Regions from separate parts of the Mus musculus genome. Here region 1 is linked to region 2. Evidence: chromatin contacts called from public promoter capture Hi-C data. All regions are on one chromosome and are shown on one strand. Each heading gives the region's core, a stretch centred on a gene start, on an enhancer-like site or on the middle of the called end of the contact. The rest is flanking DNA. Distances are from core to core; before and after follow the strand shown.

The links. Promoter capture Hi-C pulls out the DNA fragments that hold promoters and counts their contacts.
Region 1: a contact with region 2 is called in a promoter capture Hi-C map of pre-B cells. The contact joins the promoter of Cep20 here to the promoter of Nubp1 in region 2. A contact is called at or near these places in 2 of 39 promoter capture datasets (the C10 cell line and pre-B cells).

The regions. Positions count from the first base shown.
Region 1 is chr16:14,315,239-14,319,761 of GRCm38.p6, reverse strand. Cep20 (centrosomal protein 20) reads left to right here and starts at 2,430. Exons shown (of 5, transcript NM_025345.2): 1 at 2,430-2,468. The coding sequence starts at 2,441.
Region 2 is chr16:10,409,464-10,414,071 of GRCm38.p6, reverse strand. Nubp1 (nucleotide binding protein 1) reads right to left here and starts at 2,134. Exons shown (of 11, transcript NM_011955.2): 1 at 2,077-2,134; 2 at 1,898-2,002; 3 at 328-461. The coding sequence starts at 2,095.

The sequences.
Region 1 (4,523 bases), core at 1,181-3,680, 3.9 Mb before region 2:
CACTCTTGCAATCAACACTGCAGGGAAGGAGAAAGGTTGACGTCTTCTTCTTCTTCTTCTTCTTCTTCTTCTTCTTCTTCTTCTTCTTCTTCTTCTTCTAATTTATTTATTTATTTATTTATTTATTTATTTATTTTCGAGACAGGGTTTCTCTATATAGCCCTGGCTGTCCCGGAACACTCACTTTGTAGACCAGGCTGGCCTCGAACTCAGAAATCCGCCTGCCTCTGCCTCCCGAGTGCTGGGATTAAAGGCGTCTGACACCACGCCCGGCTATTTATTTATATAATGTATATGAGTACACTGTAGCTGTACAGATGGTTGTGAGCCAGCATGTGGTTGCTGGGAATTGAACTCAGGACCTCTGCTCACTCTGGCCCAAAGATTTATTTATTATTATATGTAAGAACACTGTAGCTGTCTTCAGACACTCCAGAAGAGGGTGTCAGATCTCATTATGGATGGTTATGAGCCACAATGTGGTTGCTGGGATTTGAACTCTGGATCTTCAGAAGAGCAGTCAGTGCTCTTAACCACTGAGCCATCTCGCCAGCCTGAAAGGTGGTCTTCTAAGCAGCCTCACCACAGCCTCCCCTCTCCTTGGGAAGCTCCATGGTAAGGGAATCCTACATGACTGACCCAAGCTCCAACTGACCCCAAGAGGGACCAGGCACAGAGAAGTCTTGTCTCTAAAAAGTTGATATAACCTTGGCATTATGAGTGGGCCAGTGTCATGTATATCTACTTGGAAACTTTCTTTTAATTTGTGCCTTTCCCCATTCTCGGCCCTACTCACTCCCAAGATAGAGGCGGAGCCCACTCTGACCCCAGAAGGTTAGGGAAGAAGTGAGGTTAAGAAGGTTAAGGGAAAGTTTGAGATGACGGCTCTGTATCTATTTTTGGTGAGCATGGTGAGAATACTAAGTCACATAATGCTTTGCCTCTGGAATTCCTCATCAGTATATCAATAGTGCTGTTCACCTGTAGAATTGGTTAATCCTTCTAATTTCCTGAGCTACTGACCAAGTATTCAGGCACCATGGTTTTACAAAATAGGAAAGCCTAACTGAGTAAGACCATTCTAAGGCTACAGAACAGGTTTCGAAGGTTACTCAGGTCTTCAAATTTATGCAGCAAGAACTTTATTCACTGAGCCATTCCTCTAAATGGATTTCAAACTTTAAAACTGCTACCCACTTTAAGAAATATCTCAGAAGCCTGATATGGTGATGTACTCCTGTCATTGCAGCACTTGGGAGGCTAAAGAAAGGAGGGCTAATTCAAAGCCACCCTGTGCACTTCAGAAAAAAAACAAAACAAAGCTAATCTTAGGAAGAACATACATCTATCTCCCTGAGGCAAATTTAAAAACAAAACCAAGTTGTGGCAGTATAGGGGCGTTCATCACTTTGAGAATGAGGCAAAAAGAGTGTTTGTTGTTAGTTCAATGTCAGCCTGAGCTACAGAGTGAATGCCCAGATAGCGTGGACTACAAGATGAGACAAAAACAAACAAACACCCAATGATTTCTTTTAAAGTCTATATTTTCTATTTCTTACAGTTTACTTCCTCGAAAATATGCTCACTAGCATCCACTCATAGACTTCCACTATTGGGCTGTCCAGAATTTTAAGGGTCCAGTGTCTTAGACTCCCTGGAGAGTCAACTGCCATTATACTGCCTCACATTTTGAATGTATTATTCCCATGTTTGTTCTTCTTAATCTTTTATCAGCTGTTTCCACAAACAACTCGAGGATTCCAAATGTACTCGGTGTTAACGGTAGTGTAGAGAGCAAGCTTTGAAGAGATGCTGGCCTGGGTTTAGGTTATCACCTGCTCCACCATTTGCCAGTGATCTTCCTTTAGACACTCAACTTCCTCCTCTGTATAACGGGCATCATTGACCTGAGGCGTGTAAAGACTTCCTAGTGTTCACTTTCGAGTGGGTGCCGTGTAAGATGATTTTTAAGGTGGCACTTCTCAGACTAACAGCATCCATCCACAGCATTCTGGAAGTTGACAGAAAAACCAACTCTTGGTCCGTGCCTCAGAAAGACCCAAGGGTGGGTCAGAGCAGTCTGTTCTAACCAGTCTTCCAGGTAATTCTGACGCTGGGTTGTGTCTGGGACTCGGACTGAGCACAAAGCCTGCCAAGGTGCGGGGAGGGGAGGTGAACAATCAGCACCTTGACCTGTAGGACTTGGGCGGCGACAAAAGGCAAAGCAGTTGGGTACAGATTTGGCTCTGGCTCCAAGCTTTTCTGCAGTGTAGCCCGCCTCACACGGTCGCTGATTGGTGGAGTCTCATGTGGCGGCTCGCCAATCACCGGAGCGCAGGCACAGACGCGGTCTAGCAGAGCCATACTCCTATTGGTTGGAGGCCGCGCCGAGAGCCGTGCGTACGCACTGGAGAGGCGTGGCACCAGCAGCCGTTGAAAAATGGCGACTGTTACGGAACTGAAAGCTGGTGAGTGCATTGAGGGGATGCTCGGTTGCGGGAAGCGTCGAACCTTCCGTATATGATAGGGATGGGACAGAAGGAGAGCGCGCGGGACATCGGCTCATCTTTTTCCAGGGTCGTTCTAGGGTGGCAGGGCCCACCAGGGGCGGCCTTTGCGCATGCGCTATGTTAGGGCCAGCCTTTGAGCTGGAGGAAGGGACTGGTATCTGTTGTCCCCTCAGGACCTCTGGGTATCTCTTAGAACCCTACTGAGCAGACAGCGCCCAAAGGCCTGCGTTCCGAGCTGACCACGACAACACCACAGCCACGATTTGGTGACAGACACACTTCCCAATGATTTGCACGGCTAGCCCATCCGGACGACAACGTATGGCTAGGTCCTCCTTGTCCTTTGGCAGAAACCTGAGACAGAGTTGTCCATCCTGGCGGCTCTTCAGGATTTTTCGGAAGAGGTTTTCCAAAATGGTTGGTTGTGTGCAGGGTGCATGCAGGTTCCATCCCCAGGACTACAAAACAAGGAGTAGACATCAATAACGCGTGTATACTGTTAACTCTGAATAGTAATTAGAGTTAACGTTTGAGTTGTAATTGGAGTTAAGGTTCAGTATGTGATTCTATCAGACCCTTAACAACTCATCCAACTTGATTCTGTGTAGCAACGCTATGTCCATTTCATACATGAGAGTTGGAATATTTCATCCACGATAATTTAGATAGAAATCGACTCGTGTGGAAACCCCATAAGGTGCACTGGCTTAATCATGCCATTCTGCTTCCCGTAGAATAAACCTAGTTCTGAGTGTCAAGGAATTCAGAGACTAAGCCAACGGTAATGGAAATCTGGAGAGAACCAAATGGAATAGTTTGGAGACTAAGATGTAGTAACTATTGACTGCATATGTATTGGGGACACTGCTGGTGAGCATTCCAAAAGCAGACATACCTCAGTCCCCAGGAGGGACTTCACATGAGTCAATGAGCTGTTCTGGGGATGGGAGTATACATAGTACATGTATATTGTATAAACTTTTCATAGGATTTCAAGATAAAGTCTATGGAAAAGAAGTTGGGTTAAGACCAATTCCTGAAGGCATTTTTATAATAATAGCATTGTAAGCATAAGACTACAAGTAGCAAAATGATAAAAGAGCCCAGAGGTTATCCCTACAAATTGAGGGGGACCTCCTTATATATGTTCTTCTGCGTTCTCTGGTTCTTGGTATGCTTTGTGTCTGAGAGAAAAGTAATAAAAACTTGTTCCTAATCAGTGATCTTACATTTTCTGGGCTTTTACTGGTCTAAAACCTCTTCCATTTCACCTAGCTCTTTCTCTGAGAAGTAGAGTTCATTACCTCGGAGAAGGCAGCTGAGGCATGGTTTAGGAATCTGCCACCAAGTATGAAGGACATGCTGCGTTTCCCAAATCCAGCTCATTACTTTGCGTTTTCTGCAAAGTTTGAGGCTGTACTGTGTGTACTTCAGAGTAACTGGGACAGGATGCTTGCCAGTAGAAAAGACTCTTTCCCTTAATTTCCAAAGATGGAACTAGAGAACGGGGATTGTGTTATGATCTTAAGATAAAGCTGTCCTTTTATGGACCTGTTTCAGAGTATAATTGGTTGACACCTGTAGAAAGGTTGAAGGAGTGCTTTAGAAATAAAAGAGAAGAAAAGTGAAAAGTCTAAGAGTGGCTATCCTCGATCACGTGGCCAAGGACTGTTGTTAGTTACTAAAGATCAGAAACTCTGCTTATATGTACCTAAATGTTTCCGAACTGCTCTATGGGTTTTAATTATTGTGGCATATTAATGCCTTTGCCATCGGCAGAGCAAAGTGCACTATTAACCTACAGTTTTCATCAATAATGTAAGGTACTATATTATAAATATTTAGTGGGTTCTTAACTGTATTCTAGGCATTATGTTGATTTTCTAAAATTGCTGTTTAGTCACAAAAGACTATTTGAGAAAGGAAGGTTCCATATTACTGTTAAGGGATGATGACAGCTCAACCCTAGCCCATTTTCTATACTCAGTCTGTATACTTATTTCAACTTTTGAT
Region 2 (4,608 bases), core at 885-3,384:
GAGAAGTGACCATGTGAATATGTAAATAGCACTCGTAGCTCACAGGAGATGGATCAAGGTACAGCTGCAGGGTTAGGACTTCCAGATACAGAAAGAGCTTTATGAGGGGCAGATGTAAAAGGCCCTGTGTTACATGACCGCCAGAATGTGCCGAGGTACACCGCCACCTTGGTCAGAATGCTCAGGGAGATGCCTCGCCTCAGCCAGGGGCTAGGCAGGGTCCAGACAGTCAGAGAGGCTGCTTTCCTGGTCTAAGAATCACCCTCTAAAGCCATCAGCAGCCCCTTTGACACACGGAGCAGCTCCCAGCTTAGCCCAGGCTCCCACCTGTGTATCTCCATCCTCCGCTAGGCCGTGGGCGAGGTGTGCACTGAACGTGCTTTTCCCAACGCCGCCTTTCCCAGACAGCACCAAGAGCTTGTGTCTCACCGTCTTCATCTTCTCTCTGATTTCCTCCACGGCTGCAGAGAAGTAGAGGAGGTGATGATGACCCCGCCTCAGTCCTACCCGTCCCTCTTCCAAAGTGCTCTTTAAGCTGTTTCTAAGGCTCTTTGTGAGATACCACTTCAGCAAACTAAAAATAAATGCTAGGAAGAAAATACGGTCACTACCAACCTGAAAAGATTGTCTTATTTATGCAGTAGCACATGCCCTCCGAGGAGAGAGTGGGGTGTTCAAAGCCCAGCTCCTCAACAGAACCCAGGAGGCATCTGCTAACATCTGCAGAAATTCTCTGGATGCCACAGGAGGGACTACTACTGGCATCTCGGATGATGGATGCTAAGTGTCTTAAGCACAGGTTAGGCCCAGTACAAGGGATGATCAACTCCAATGTCCCCAGGGCTGCAGATGGGAAACTCACAGGCTCTCAGAAGCAACCATCCCAGCAACGTACTGGGTTTCCAATGTCACGTCTTGTTTCAAATCTTTACAGACTACACTGTGGGGAGACTGGTCTTCACCATGAGGGCATTCTTGCTCAAGATCAGTTTTCAGGAGACTCAACAACCAAACCCAGCCTCTCTCTGAAAAGCCTTCCTTCCAGCTAGGCTTTCAGTCCTCCTCGCCCTGGAGATGGCCCCTCACAGTGCTGATCCCTGGTGAGTTTAACGTGCCTGCTCCTGCTTCCTCCCCACTTTGCTCTCAGTCCCCCATCTGTCTCTCCACTGAGATAATGAACATTCATGTCTGCTGAAAGATAGACTCCTTAACAGGAGGGTCCTTCTCTCTGCCACAGAGAGAGCAGAGCCTCTGTGACCTGTGATGGACATGTGCCAGGACTCAGGCCTGAAAGATCTCAGTATTTTTCCATTCTCCTCTCTGTGCTTGGCCTTGTGGATACTGAGGTAGCGGTTATTACTTAAGCCCTGTACCTGCCCGACATCACTTTTATCTATTCTATCCTTCTTTGAGGTCCTATTTACTGATTTTTTTTTTTTTTTTAATAAAGACAGGGTCTCATCTAAGCCCGGGGTTAGCCTCTTAAATGCTGAGATTACAAACATGTGCCAACACACTCGACCTAATGTTCGTTCGTTCATTCATTCATTCATTCACTGATTCATTCATTCACTCATACAGGGTCTCATCCTGTAGTCCAGGCTGGCTTTTAACTTGTAGCCATCCTCCTGCTTCTGCCCCTCAAGTTCCGGGGGAACAAGCCTGTGCCGCCAAGCTTATTTTAATGCCCCCTTCGGTTCCCTGTCTACCGCAGATCAGACTAAACCTCCATTTCCATCACTGTTTTTCCGCTATTTGATTTTTAAAACCTCCCTCTCGCTCAAGCTCCGCCTTCTACGCCCTCCCCCCAACCAATTAGAATACTGCCCACTAGCCGCTGCCATTCACCCTCAAGTCCCGCCCCTTCCACTTCCTGATCTGCCCGCCGCTTCCTCACCGGGATCCGGAGCAGCGCCGGCTCCGGATGCGCACAGCCTCTGGTTGGGGCATCCCTGGCACGAGGCTCCTCGGCCGGCCTGGGCGCTGTCGGCCCCGGGGCAGCCTGCGGGAAGACGAAGGCACAGTCAGAGTGGTTCGGTCCCAGCGGGACCACCCACACGTCCTGCGATAGCTCACCGTGGGGCGCCTCCTCCATGCTGCCGCTCTTGCCCGGGCTGCGCTCGCCGGAACCTCAGGGGCGTGTTTCCGCCTCGCAGGTCCAATCTGACCCCCCGGCCGCGGGAACTGTCTCGCCAGACCAGGACTGCGCACGCGCAAAACCGTGTGTGCAGTGGGTGGGATTCCTATGCCTCTTCCCGCTAAAACAGGGCGAGACTCAGAAATATATGATACCTGAGCAAATGAAGTGGCTCTAACGATTAAAGATTCTGTTGAGCCAGCCTGTATCCAAATCCCAGAACTCATAGGGAAAGCGAGGATGGACTCTTACACATAATGCAGGTTTTTGATTCTGTTTTTGTTTTTGTTGTTGTTTTGTTTTTTTAAGTATGGTTTTTGTCGCCAACGAACGTTATTCTCCGTGGCCTCAGTGTTGATGCAGTACTACTAATAAAAGTACAATCAATGTCAATATTTACTCAGTTTCAAATAATCTGCCCTACCCTAGATTCTGTTACAGGCTGGGATTGTGGCTCAATTGGTAGAGTGCTTGATCTATCATGCATGAGGTCCTATATTTAGTCCCCAGCACTGAAACAATACAGATCCAACAAAACACTTTGTCCGTCCCTCTCTATTTCTTCTCTGTTCTCCTCTCCTCTCTTCTGCTCAAGCTGATCTTGAATTAATGATTTTCTTGCCATGTTTGGCTAAGAGGGGAGACTTTATAAAGGGGTGTAGCTCAGTGGTAGAGTACCTGTCCAGCAAGTGAAAAGCCATAAATTCAATCGCCAGCAGTGTAAGTTCTCATTTGATCCTCCTGCCTCCGTCTTTCAGTTGCTGGGATTACAATGTGCACCACCAGCATTCCTGGGCTGACACCCCCGCCCTCTTAAAATTGCTGTGCTATTTAGAAAAATACTTTGTTTTGTGTTTTGTTGCTTCCCCTCAGATCTGTTCAGTGAAACCTCTTCAAACCCACTCCTGTGCCCCCACTGGGAGCTTTCCCTAGCTTTCTCTCACTTCTGCAGGTCCCCACTGTCCTTGCTGCTACCATTTCTCCTGTATGTGTCTGTGAGTGTTTAGACAAATGGCCTGTCTGTGTCTGTGGAGCAGTGTTTAGACTCCATGAAGACATCCTGTCCATGGTCACAGCCATGGGAGCTTGGCTGCATGCAACTTTGGCACAAGATGGTGGTGGTTGTTACTGTTTTCATTGAACGATTCTAAATATTTTTCATTTATTTTTGAGATTATAATTACATCATTTCTCCCTTCATTTTCCTTCCCCCAAACCTTACCACCTCTCCTTGCTGTTTATCAAATTCATGGACTTTTTTTTTTTCATTGTTATTGTGACAGGGCCCCAGACCTTAGCACAACTGACTCCATGATGGAAGTGCCATTCAGGCTGTAACACTCAGCACATAGACAGCAGCACCTGCCAAAATGAAAACAAAGACCTAATCCACCAAAGTCCATGACTCTGGGAAAGTCTCTAACTGTACTAACCTCTCTTTTTTGCTTCTGTAGAGCTGATTCTGGCTATCTGTTCTTGTTACTGAAGTAGGTTAACCCAGAACATGGTTTTTGTGCCTAAAAGTTTATTCCAAGAAAGGCTCAGTGCTCCACTGGGATACTGAATAGCAAAATCTTCCCATTAGCTTAAACCCATGTCTGAACAGTCATCTCTGATGAATACCCCACAACATTATTACATATGCTACATATTACATTTAAAAACATACACACACACATACACACATACAATCTGTTCACTCTGTATAAAAGATACTTGTATATCTATTTTTAAAGGTGACCATTCCGTTGGTGTGCTCTTCCATGGGGAGGACTATTCTTCCAGTCTCAGCATTCCTGTAGAATGCTATAGTTCTTTGGGTGAGGTCGAGGCTGCCTCTGTCCACTTTGACATGTGTACTGGCATCGACCTTATTCAGCTCTTGTGTAGGCAATCATGTTGGTGAGACTGAGTGTAGACTCTGACATTAGTAGGAGGCATTGTGGGATAACAGACCTGAAAGGGTTTTGCAGTGAGTGCTGGTGAGTGGGGCCAAGAATTCTTGCAATGTTGCAAGAATCAAAATATACAACAGACCTCATGCAAAAGATTAATGGGGAGGGAGACATGAAAGGTCATATCTGAGCAGGGTTGGAGAGAGGAAGAGGAAAAGGGAGAGAGGAGAGAGAGAGAGAGAGAATGAGAGAGAGAGAGAGCAGATTGTGATCATGCCAGCTTTATAGGGGTATGGAACATAGACATGGAAAATATGCAACAGTGGTGGTGGTGGAAATGTTGTGTTGGTTTTCAGCGATGACGTCACGTTGGCCTTAGTGATGATGACTGAGGTGGGGTAGGGTTGGAGGAGCACATGGTTCAGGAACATGGGTGGTTCTTGATTGACTAACAAGCCATTCCTGCTCCAGGCCAGTCCCCAAACCTGGGCCTTGGGAATCCCCACACCCATGACTTCCATCTGCGCTGTACTCTTCACTAACTCACCGCACATGCTCCAAAAGTCCCTTAAAGCC